Linked DNA regions of Mus musculus: region 1 is linked to region 2. The links are chromatin contacts, called in public promoter capture Hi-C maps. All regions are on one chromosome and are shown on one strand. The core of a region is the stretch at or near the end of the contact, and the rest is flanking DNA. Distances in the headings are between cores, read along the strand shown. Region 1 holds the start of Kcnk3 (potassium channel, subfamily K, member 3). Region 2 holds the start of Fam166c (family with sequence similarity 166, member C).

The links. Capture Hi-C pulls out chosen DNA fragments and counts their contacts.
Region 1: a promoter capture Hi-C map of pancreatic islet shows a contact between it and region 2. The contact joins the promoter of Kcnk3 here to the promoter of Fam166c in region 2. A contact is called at or near these places in 5 of 39 promoter capture datasets (HPC-7-derived erythroid cells, cranial neural crest, embryonic stem cells and 2 more), 2 of 484 Hi-C or Micro-C datasets (cerebral cortex and cortical neurons), 1 of 115 datasets of contacts at active chromatin or transcription factors (forebrain) and 3 of 9 other capture datasets (adipose tissue, embryonic stem cells and pancreatic islet).

The regions. Positions count from the first base shown.
Region 1 is chr5:30,583,666-30,589,556 of GRCm38.p6, reverse strand. It overlaps Kcnk3 (potassium channel, subfamily K, member 3), which reads right to left and starts at 1,387. Exons shown (of 2, transcript NM_010608.2): 1 at 958-1,387. The coding sequence starts at 1,240. Gm9899 (predicted gene 9899) reads left to right here and starts at 938. Exons shown (of 4, transcript NR_040427.1): 1 at 938-1,186.
Region 2 is chr5:30,462,284-30,468,646 of GRCm38.p6, reverse strand. It overlaps Fam166c (family with sequence similarity 166, member C), which reads right to left and starts at 2,570. Exons shown (of 4, transcript NM_029285.1): 1 at 2,463-2,570. The coding sequence starts at 2,536. It also overlaps a transcript of Otof not described here.

The sequences.
Region 1 (5,891 bases), core at 138-2,637, 120 kb before region 2:
GGTCGGTCATGCAGAGGTGGTGGAGCTGGGCTGCAAATCACAGGGTCCTGGGAATGGTTACACTGTGTAATCCTGGTTGGATACTTCAGCAACACGGCAAAGGGCCTGTCTTGAGGTGCTTTTCCTGGCAGACATCTATTTGTGCTCTCTCTCTCTCTCTCTCTCTCTCTCTCTCTGTGTGTGTGTGTGTGTGTGTACCTGTGTGTCATGTTCTCAGAGGAGCTGGGTGTGTGTATGGCCTCCTACAGCATGATCTGCCCTGGCTTTGGAAAAGAAGTGGAGCCATTCCCGTGAGGTGACTGTTTTACTGGGACACTGGGGAAGAAGGCTAACAGGACAGAATCTGGATTCCAGCCCCTGATCTGCTGCCCTCAGAGAATTACAGGCCCTGTCTGGTGCAGCCCAAACTCATGGAGGTGGACACACACTCACACTCACACTCACACACCCACACGGACACACGCAACCCACCCCCCTCCCTAGCAGCACTCAGTCGCAGTTAGAGAGTGGCCCCGTGTGTCGCGGAGTGCAGCTTTCCGGCATCTACGTGCCTTCCCAACGCCCAGCAGGTGTGGACACCCGGGTGCCCAAGCCCAGCGTCAGGGACACGGAGGAGTGGCGCTCTCTCCGGCCCTTACTCTGGATGCCCAGCCCCAGGGCCTAGCCCGGCCACACCCCTCCTCCCGAGCCTCGGCCGGCCGCTCCTGTCCCTCTCACACACTTAAGTCCCCTGGGGTCCTCGCACAGCCCGGCAAGGCCAACTTAGGGCTGGCCGGACTGGAGACAGGTCGAAGTCAGGGGTTCCCGCAGAGCAGACACACCGGGCTGAGCCCCGGCCACTGGGAGCGCGCGGGTTCGGCGACCCGCCCCGCTCCGCAGGGACCCCTCAGCCGCGGGCGGCTCCCCAGCATCCCAGGTCCCCGCCCCCGTCCCCGCCGGCGCGGCGAGTGTAGTTACCGATGGTGGTGATGACGGTGATGGCGAAGTAGAAGGAGCCGGCGAAGCGCCACTGCACGCCGGCCTTGTGCGGCTTGAGGCGCAGCACGACGCGCTCCAGCTCCTCGTAGCCGCCCTCGCTGAGGTTGTAGCGCGCCCGCAGCTCCAGCTGCCGCAGCTCCAGCCGCTGCCGCTCGATCATCTCCGGCTCCGACTCCAGTGCGTCGAACACCGCGGCGCCCACCAGCAGGTAGGTGAAGGTGCACACGATGAGAGCCAACGTGCGCACATTCTGCCGCTTCATCGTCCCTCCCGGGTCCTCGCCGGCCCTCCGGCGTCTCCGGCCCGCGCCCCGGCCCCGGCCGCCGCCGCCGCTGCTGCCCCGGAGGCGGCCTGGGGCATGGCTGCGCTCGCGGATCTCCACGCCGGGCACCAGCTCCGCACCCCGGGGCCACCGCCGCCGCCGCCACCGCCGCCGCCGCTGCCGGCCGCCGCGGAGCTGTCCCTTCAGCACCACCCACCACCCTCCTCCGCCCGCCCCCGCGCCCGCCCCCCGGCCGCGGGCCGCCACCTCCCGCCTGCCCTCCCGCCCAGCCAAATAAGGACTGGGGAGCCGTGCCGAGGGCGGGGGGGGGGGAGGGGGGAGCAAGCGGGAGAACCCGGGCAGGACAGAGGCGGGAGAGAGAGAGCGAGAGAGAGGGAGAGCGAGAGCTGGGGGGGGGGGGTGAGCAAGATGGGAGAGGGAGGGAGAAAGAGAGAGAGAAAGAGAGAGAGAGAGAGGGAGACAGAGATCCAGCCCGCCAGCCCCAGAGAAAACTAGGCAGGAAAACAGATAACTACAGGGAAGGGAGAGGACCCAGGGTAGGGGCCTCTGTGTGTGTGTGTGTGTGTGTGTGTGTGTGTGTGTGTGTGTGTGTGATGGAGGAGACTAACCACACAGACCCAGGAAAAGAGGGATCTGTCAGGAAAATGCGGTGCAAACGATGCAAAGAGAGGGACAGACTGAGACGGGGAAACTTGTGAGTGCTGGAGTACAAATGTCCTGAAAAGGGGCGGAAAGAGGAGAGGAAAGGGCAAGACCCCAAGCTCCCAAAAGCAATCCCTTTTCTCCACCCTTGCCCTAGTCATAGTGCTGAGGCTGGAGGGGACCTTGGGTCCCACTGGCTCAATCTTTAGCCCATGGATAAGGAACCTGGGGCATAGGAGGTGAGCTGACACATATGACACACTTGGAGAGTTGGGGGAAAGACCAGGGCTCAGTCCTCTCCACTCAGATCACATGACCCTTCCTGTGCTCCAGCGTTTGGCTTATCTTAGAAACTGGCAGGGATCTGCTGTGGCCCAGGACACACAGGAGCCAATACCCAAGGGAGAGCTTTCTCTCCGAACACTGAGTCCCTCCCAGGTTAGCACCAGGCACTGGGGACTGGCTGAGAAAGCCTAGGCTGGTGGCTGTGACCACTTACCCCATCTTGATATTGATGGCCCTTGCCCTACACCAGCACAACAGGCTTGACTTGGGCATTGCAACATAGAAAACAAAGGATGCCACCTTGTAGCACAGCACAGGATTGGGGATACAGCTAAAACTGGGGTTGGGGTAAGGGCATCCAGACCTGGTAACTCTCTGACAGACTGAAGGAACTGGCATAGGGGTCCCTCTGCCTTAGTTTCTTCATCTGTCAACCTGGTGTCTGTGGCACTGAAGAGGAAACTGGCCAGGCAGTGGGAACTCAGGCAAAGTGTCCCTGCCCCTCTTGGAGCCTCCTGTCCTTATCTCTGCCATGAGTTGTCATGGCAGATGATCCCTGGGGCCTTACTCAGCTCCAAACAGCACTGGACATGGATGGGCTGAGAGAGCAGAATGATCGGAATGCAAATCCCAGTGCCAAGAAGGGTCAAACAGCCCTTCACAGGACCCTGGCATAGGCCGAGCAGAGAGTTGTGGAAGAGACCCAAAACTCATGGCTCAGGAGGTAGCCAGCGGGGGGGGGGGGGGCACCATCTGCCACATTCTGGGCTGGGATGTCATTGCCAGATACCACTTTGTGTCCAAAAGCACCTCAGAAGAGCTACCTGCCCATTCAGTCCACAAGGATGCAACCCTGTATCTTTCAGAGTATGCTATACCTGTGACCTTAATCTTTTCCTTGGTCCTCAAAGGTAGGTTTGCTTATAATTAGGACTGTTTTATAGATGAAGAAACTGAGGCTAACAGCAATACAATCACCCAGGGTCACTGAGTTGGAAAGAGACTTCTTGTCTGTTTCTCGAGCTCACATTCTTCTCCTTGACAGTCTTCTCCTTGAGTCCTTGAGCCTTTCTTTCTCCACCTGTAAGATGGGTTTGATCATTATGTATTAGTCTCCTGAGCAGTTGGCTGTAAGGAATCAAAGGAAGTCACATGTTTGCAAGGAGAATAGGTGAGGTTCTCTAGTGACCTTTACCTTTTTTAAAGACTCAGGCGTCTAGACCAGCACACCTCAATGAGGGACCTGTGCCTCCTCTCCCCACAAAGGAAGGTCTTTCCTTGGCCTTGTGGGCCTGTTGGGGATCTTTGTCCCTGGCATCCTTTGGCTTCAGGAAGAAGAGCCATGCCATTCCCAGAATCCCATGCACTTCTGATGTGCTGGTTCCCAGTCAGGATCCTCCCAGGAACCATTTACTCCCAAGATCTGTCTGTCTGTGCAAGTGACTTCCTTAGGGCTGGGCTTTAGTGGGGATGCTGTCATGTTTTTCCCACTTCCGGGTGCCAACCCCAGACTGCTATACAAATGAAAGGCAGTATTATTAAGTAAAAGAGGTTTAGGGAAGGGGAAAGCTGTCTTTGGGGCAAAATATTTATTATTAATTTAATTGTTCTTGTAGCTCTTGAGAACTAAAGGATTCTCAGATGTCCTCTCTCTCAGCTTTCTCATGTTACAGATAAGGAAACTGAGGCCTGGACAGTACTGAGAAAGGCAGTGAGGGTCCTACAGAGGGAAGCAGTGCTTACAAGCTTCTGTCATATCCAGGACCAGAACACCTGTATTGCATGTCCTGAGTCCTGGAGGGCAGCTTGCGTTCCCCTGTCCATCCTGTCCCTTGCAGAGGGAGGGTTGGGACAGAGGAGCACAGTCAAGGTTTCTGATCAACCCCTGGGACAGCAGGCACCATTTCAGCCATCCTCTTCCTGGTGAGCTGGGTTGGATTGCATCAAAGACCCAACAGCATACCTCAGTATCTTCTGCACGGGACCCTCGGACCTGCCCACACCTGCTCAAAGTCAACCTGTTTCTGCCTGTGTTTGCAGCAGCATTAGAGGTCAGCTGCCCCCTTGCCACATCCCTAAGTGGTGGATTCAGACCAGAAAATATCAGCATGCCTTCCATTTATAACATCCCATGCCCTTCCTGGCCTGATTACATCTGTTTGATCCATCCTCTTGAGAATTAGGCAAAATAGGGATAAACAGCCGCTTCTTTGAAGACTAGTTTGTGAGGAAAACAACTGCCACAAGGTTAGAGTAAATTGTTTGGGATTTACCATTAGCTACCATGCCCCACTGTATACTAAATATTACACACAGTCATTTCCAGCTTAGCATGCCTCTCTGTCCATCTGTAAGCTCCCAATACATCTGTGTTCTCTCATGTTCCCTGAGACTCCCAGGTCTCCAGGGTTCCCATAAGTTAAGAAACTGGTACCTCTCCTCGTTCTTCTGCCAACCGTATATTCATTCAGGCTTCAAGACCCAGCTCGAAGGCTCCATGAAGCACTTCCCCCTCCTGCCCCCCTCCCCCACATCTGAACTACCTGCTCCTTTGTACCTTTGTGGACAACTGAGTCTCTTGCTAAGTAGCTTATTTGCTCTCATGACCCCCTCACTGGCTTGATATCTTTTCCTGGGTAGAGACAATACTATTCTTTTAAAACACTATTCTTCCCATAATGCTTTGTACATCAAAGCTGCACTACACATTTCGACACAGGCCCAGCCCGGAACAGTCCTGCCTCTGCTGCTTGGGTGTTAAAGTGACTCGGACAGTTGAGTCCGGGACAGAAAAACTTCAGCAATCCTGCTTCCATGCCTACAGACAAGATTCTTCTCAAGCTGGGGCAAGTCCTGCCAGGGAGGAGAACGGCAAAGACAGAGCCAAGCTTCTGCAGGGCTAAGGAAGCAGGCTGTGCGGCACGAGGGGAAGTGAACTGACAGCCCTGAGTCTTGGGCTTGGGAACTAATGCTGCAGGCTGAATCAGGGAAACAGAGCGGCTTCTCTCTGCCTCAGTTCCTATTTTTTTTTATTAGATATTTTCTTTATTTACATTTCAAATGTTATCCCGAAAGTTCCCTATACCCTTTGGTTCCTATTTTTGACACGTCCTGACGATGCCCTTGCCCATTTTACAATGATGGAAGGTGTGGGCTTCAGGGACGGAGGCACAGAGACACTCCATCCCACTACTTCTGATCCCTGCTGTGTGGACTGCTTGGTTGGAGAGTGGGGCAAGGCCAGTGAGAGATGGAGTGGAGAAGCTGACCTGGGGTCAGACAAACCTGGTTTAAGGCCTGACCCATCAGTTCTGAGCTAGCCCAGAGCCTCAGGAGAAGCTCTGGTCCATCCTGTCTAGAGCAGACCATAGGTCCCCACCAGCCTTTCCTACCTCACTCATAGGAGTGAGCTTTTGCACAACAGCACAGAGGAGGTACTTTGCAAACTTTTCTTGAGCCCTTCCTGCCTGCTCTAGTCACCTAGGTGGGTCAGTGAGAGCCGGGGCTTCAGAGAAGCAAGGGGAAGGGGAAGGACTCCAGAGCCATCTCAATATGAGCCAGGGGAAGGCTGAAGTAGTAAGAGAACCAGGACTCAGGAGCAAAGGCAGAGAAACACAGTTGGCTGCCATGGGCTGCCGCACCAGCCATAGCCCCGGATAGTAGGTGTTGGGTGCGGCTGAGAGGTTTCTTGGTGTATCTCCGG
Region 2 (6,363 bases), core at 1,321-3,820:
GGGTGGCCCTGGGCAAGATGCTCGGTCCTCCTCTTGGTTGCTATGAAGCCTTTTTTATTTATTATATTTTAGGGGGCAATGCTGTGTGTTCCCGTGGCTTGTGTGTGGAGGTCAGAGGACATCTTTCTGGAGTGGGTTCTCTTCTCCTTCCATCATGTCCACCTCAGGTATTGAACTCAGACCGTCAGGTTTCCCTACCCACTGAGCCTATGGAAGCCTTTCTACAGAGGGGCTCATAATGGACGTAGCACAGGGAGGGCCTGGCACAGGCTTGGCGGGGAGGGTCATGGTGTTACTGCTCGGCACCCAAGACCTGGCTGCAGCCCAGCTCTTTACAGTCACCAGCAGGAGATCACACAAAGACCCCGTGACCGCCGTGCCCTCGTCTGAAACAGCGGGGAGGTGGGCAGTGAGATCTGTGTGGTCCCAAGCAACCCAAACACTCCCTGCCTGTAGATAAATCCACAAAGGGGATGATTGGAGTGTCAGAAGAGACTGGCTGTTCTTTCACATCTGTGATTAATGTTTGAGAAAGAACAGAAAAAAATAATAATTATCCAAGTCAGGTAGGGAATCCTGGAGTCTTTCATTAAGTAAACGGGATTGCCACTGAGGTAGTAGAAACACCAGATGTCCTGGTTCATTCCTGGCTGAGGGGGACCTTTGAGGAAAACATATCTCTCACAGAAAGGTCTTGACGGAGAGTAGCAGACATGGCTCAGCGCTCTGCCTAGCGGAAGCCAGGCTTGAAGCCCCCTTTATGGCCGGCCATTGTCTTTACTATCTCTAAAGGAATCATAGGATAGAATGCGGCACTCAAGGGAACCAAAGACAAACATTTAGAGAGGCACCGTGGGGGTTTTCCTAAAACTGCAGCCTCCAAAGCTTCTAGTGTGACGGAATCATGGGATAGGGCTGCTGGCACGCCAGGGCTTGCCCTGCAGGCAGCAAAGAATCAACGGGTTTGGCACAAGCAGCTCTTCCAATAAAAGCCTGTGGAGCAGTGAGTCTCAGCCTTCCTGACGCTGCATCCCTATAATGTGGTTCCTCATGCTGTGGTGACCCCCAACCGTAACATTATTTTGTTGCTATTTTCTAACTATAATCTTGCTACTGTTATGAATCATAATGAATGCATATCTGATACGCAGTGTGTGTGACACGTGACCCCTGTGAAAGGCTCGTTTGATGCCCTCAAAGAGATTGAGAGCTACAAGTTGGGACCCACTGCTGTGGAGGAGTAAAAGAAATAAAAGAGCAATGTCTGATGTCACAGCTCATGACAGACAGCTAGAGTGTGGAAAACCCACTGCTGGCCTTGGCCTCAAAGATGAGTTTGAACTAAATCTTAAGTATTTACATGAGTAAGGGGGACCTGTGCTGTGCTCCACCAGGGCTCAGCGTAGATAGTGGGGACTTATAGACTTCTATAAGTCTGGTGCCATATAGACTTCTAATGCCAGCACTTGGGAGGCCGAGGCAGGGGCATCAAAAGTTCAAGGACAGCCTAGCCCATAGCCTGAGCTCAAGGTCAGCCCAGGTAACTTCCTGAGACTCTCTGTCTCAAAATGTAAAGAAAATCTAAATAGAAGGCTGGGATCCCTCTGGGGTCATCCACCCCCTTTTGTCTTTGTTCCTTTGGGGTGCCTATAACACCTGGCACATGCCCCATGAACACTCAATGTCTTTTCCAAGTGAAGAAGCAGTGGGTAGCCAAGCCTCACGGCCAGCTGATCCAACATGCCTGGCTGGCTTTGGGGAAACTCTATGCTTTGTAAACCACCTTTGTCTGATGGGTCCCATCCACCACCGACATGCCAGATTGGAACTAGAGCCCCAGACTCTGGGGGCAGATACTTCCACACGTACTGTTTCTGAAAATGATGGTAACAGAGAGCCCCTCGGTGCCCTGCTTCTTCCGCGGGAAAACACATCGAATTTTATGTAAAATGCACTGTGTTCTGTCGACGCTGGTGGTTTTTTCATCCCGTAGCCTGCTCAGTTTGCAGAAAAAAGTATGTATAAAAATCAGGTGGCTAGTGTACTCTACCAACTGTCACATACGGCCCTGCCAGATTCTGCTAGGCATGCCCACCCGGCGTCAATCCCTCCTTCCTGGAAAGCCGGGCACTCCCAGCTCCTTCTCACATTCTTTGTGAACCAGGCTGCTTGCTCCAAGCACACACATTTTCACGGTCTCTCTCTCCCTCAGTCTGGCCCCATCCATAGCAAGTGGGCTAAGTAAGTCTCAGACATCCACTTCTTCAGCCCCACCACCTGCCAGTCTGTTGTTACAGCAGAAAGACCATGAAAGCCAAGAAGGAAACACTGGCCAGTGGGGTTTCTTGGAGCCCCCAGATCCAGAGGGCGGAGCCTCGGCGTCCCGCAGGTGTGTGCAGAAGGGAGGAGGGGGAGAGCTCTGACCCGCAAGTTCAGGTGTGTCAGGGTGCCTAGCAGCTTACCCGGGCATGAGAGCTGGGGGCACGAAGGCGGCATTAAATTCGGTCATTAGTGTGCCCGCGCTACGGAAGGCCATGGTGGGTGCTGCGAGCCCCGGCGCGGTGGCTCGGCTCAGCCCTGCGGTAAACAGCCAGCTGGTCACCCGGCAACCACATGCCTGGCAACCCGAGTTCGTTCTGGGACAGTGAGTCCTCTTTGCTGTGCGCTCCCTAGACCTTCTCTGTCTATCAACCCGGAGAAGACGCCGCCCCATCCTCACAAGGTTACTGTGTGGCTCCCCCAAGGGTCCCTGGCATCCAGTTTAGGTGTTCATATCTACTGGAGATATGGTGTGGAGATAAAAAAGCTGGATCGATCCTGAAGAGGCTATCATTTGATCCCATTTGGATCACGAGGGTTCCCTCCACCCACGGAACTCGGGGAAGTGGCTCTATGGCTGACCTCACTTCATGTGTGGGTTCCCACCCCTGTCATTTCAATGTTCACTAATTTTCTCATTAGTTTCTCCTTTCTCCCCTTGAACTTCCTTCTTCCCACATTTCTCAAATAGGGTGACTCTGGCCTGTAATCCCATCATCAGAGGCTGAGGCAGGAGGATTGCTAGTTTGAGGACAGCCTGGGCGACTTGATGAGACACTTTCTGGGGCAGAGGAGGGACAGGAGGAGAAGGGAGGAGTGCCTGTTACAGTTTGAGTCTGTATATCCCTCACACACTCACATTTTGAGCCTTGTTCCCTGGTGGGTGTTACCTTTAAGACACAGAATCTTATAGGGGAGAGCCCTGGCTGGTCTAGCGGGTTACTAGGGGCCACCCTTGGAAAGTTAGTTCTTGGTTCTGGCTTTGCAGTTTTCTGGTCATTGAGATGCGAAAGGAGCTGTTTTCCATGCCTCCCCACAAGGATGGGTTGAAACCATTGTCTTAAATAAAGTTTGGTTCCCTTAAGTTGCTTACTGCACTATTTTGTCGGGGTAGAAGTAACTGGGACAGTCTATGGTTTATATTTGCCTCAGGTACCGTAGTTCATTCTGCCCAGAGATCTGTAGTGTGAGGTTTCCCTTCAGCCATCAAAGCCCTGAAGTCCACTTGAGGTTTGCTTTACATAAACTGTCTCCTCCATGAGCTAGGCAAATCTAGGTCCTGTCAAGCAGCCAGCCGATATTAACCATCATGTGGTGGGTCTCTTCCCCTCAGCTATTCCTCGGGTAGAGGCATCACCCGCACAGCTGGAACCTGTAAATGGCAGCCGATGAAGACCACAGTCACTAATGAACTCACAGGATGCCATCACAATCAGAACTCTCCAGAGATGTCCTCTAACAGATGCCAGCGATTCTAGGCTGTAGGGAGCATATGTTTGTAAGAGGTGCTTGCGCGCGCGCGCGCGCACACACACACACACACACACACACACACACACACACAATCAGAATGGCTGAAGCTTAGTGTGGCCAAGAAGCCACAGGTGTGGGCGTAGTGACAAATCAGTGAAGGAAATGTGCAGTCATATCTACTGTTTCCCAAGTTGCCTCAGGGCACATTTGCTTCACTAAGAAAAATATTAGGCAAAGTTGTGTTTAAAAGGTGACCATGGCTCTAATGTGACATACTCCAGGAAGGCTTTGAATGACCCCACTCCACTAGGTGAAGCCCTCACTTCCTCTCCATTCTCGGCCTCCCAGTCGGTCCAGTTTGCAGACCGCCTTCTGTGCACTCTGGACCACAAGCCCTCTGCCTATTCTGGGTGGACTCTGCATTGGCACCTGGTGTAGCTGGTAGAGTCATGCTATGCTAACTGGAATTGCTGTCGTCTTTGAGACGGAGAAACTGGGATTTGACAAAGCTTTTAGGGCTGCTCCGTAGGACTTCCCTTCAGCATGTGCAGGGCTGTAAGAGGCTCCATGAAACTCACCCTTTAGAGTAGAGAACCAGGGGACCCTTGAGGAGAGGGCTGCTAAGTACCACCGAACCTTACAGACAAAGATGAATTTGTGTCATTTTAAAGGGACATTAACTTTGGTTTTAATTTTTTTTTAGATATTTTCTTGCATTCAATGTATGCATTTTTGAAGAATTTTCTAACTCAATATAGTTAAATATACATCAGAAAGGGGAGCGGAAACTGAGGAGAGAGAGGAAAAAGAAAGTACAGAGAAAACTAGGGCTGAAAAACAGGGAAGGCTCTTGGATGTCTGAGGTTACTCCACTGAGGGATTCTGAGGGATGCTATGCTGTGAACGTCTAGTACCTTCTCTCTTTAAACTTTCAAACCTGCTTATTACATCTATCTATCTATCTATCTATCTATCTATCTATCTATCTATCCATCCACCCACCCATCCACCCATCCATTATCTATCTATCTATCTATCTATCTATCTATCTATCTATCTATCTATTTAAGTGGAGAGGACATGTCCCCCACCCCACCCCCAGAAGGGCATGTACTACAGCCCACAGAAGAGCAGTTTATCCTTGTCTACCATGTGTGTCCCAGGGATCAAACTCCAGTCGCCAGGCTGAGCCGTAGGAGCCCTTACCTGCTGAGCCATCCCACCAGCCCAAAGCCTGAAGACTCTCTTAGACAGGCCCCTGAGCTTCCAAGCCCTGTCAGTATTAGTTGGACATCTTGCCATGTCTTGAACACTAGATGCCCTGTGAAGATCTCGAGTGAAAAGCATCAGTGGGGGAGATCCATGTAGCAACCCCAGGCCAGTGATACCTGGATCAGGAGCCACTGAAAGGGGGTCCCAAAGTCCACCTGAGTGAGGGTGCAGAGTCACCCCTGGGGATAAGCCGCTGAGACCAGGAGGCAGGGACAAGATGGGGGACCCCTACCAAGAGTGAGCCGCAAAAGCAACGGCTTAGAATCCAGCCCCCAGCACTCCTTTCCCTACAAGCCCTTCCCGAAAGAGCAGACTTCTGCTGTTCCTTGGATATCCCTCTACAGATATCCCTCTGCTACCTCTAGCCACTGACTAGAGCAGGGAGCAAGATGGTTGTCCTCTCACTGAAAACTACTCATCAATAGTGTCGCCTCCTCCAGTTCTTTGTCTCCAGCCTGGGATGGGTAGGTTGGTGCCCTGACTCTTACAAGTTTCCTACCTAGCACAGTAGCCCCTGTGACCTCTCATTAGGGCTTCCCTAGTCACAGTCTCTCATTTCAGGACCAGCTGCCTGAAATTCAAAACTATGACCCAAGAACAGAGCATTAGAGCCTAGCATCCCAAGGGCACAAACAGTGCAGGACCAGGCATCAATGCATTGTCACTTCTGATGCTCCTATATAATAGGGGCCAGTCCTTGGGGACCTCCTTCAAACTGCCTTATAGAAGCTGCTGCTCTCCAGACTGTGTGTGTGTGTGTGTGTGTGTGTGTGTGTGTGTGTGTGTGTGTGTGTGTGTATGTGTGTGTGTGTGTAGTGTGTAGATATACAGATGTGTTTATGTTTATGTGTGGAAGCCTAGGGTCAACTTCAGTTGTCTTCCTTATTTATTTATCTGACTTGTTTATTTAAAGACGGGTCTCTTTAGCAAACCTGGAGCTTCTCCATTCAGATAGCTCCGCTGCCATTAAACTCCAGGGGTTCTCCTGTCTCCACCTTTCTGCCACCGCAGAGCTGGGTTAGAAGCCCTTGCCCCTGCACCGGTCTTTACCATAGACTCTGGAATCTAAACTCAGATCTTCATGCTCCTGTGGCAGACACTTTACCTACTGAGGCATCTCCTTTGCCCTCGGCTGAGGCACAGCATGATTTATCCAGAGCAGTCAGGTCTGTCCCGTCCATGATCTCCAAGCCTTCTGAGCATCCACAACCCTGGTGATTAGCTAGACACATCAAGAGACATCGTGGATACTGCCCAAGAGACCAGTGCCCCATTCAAGCTCAGACAGTGAAGTTCCAG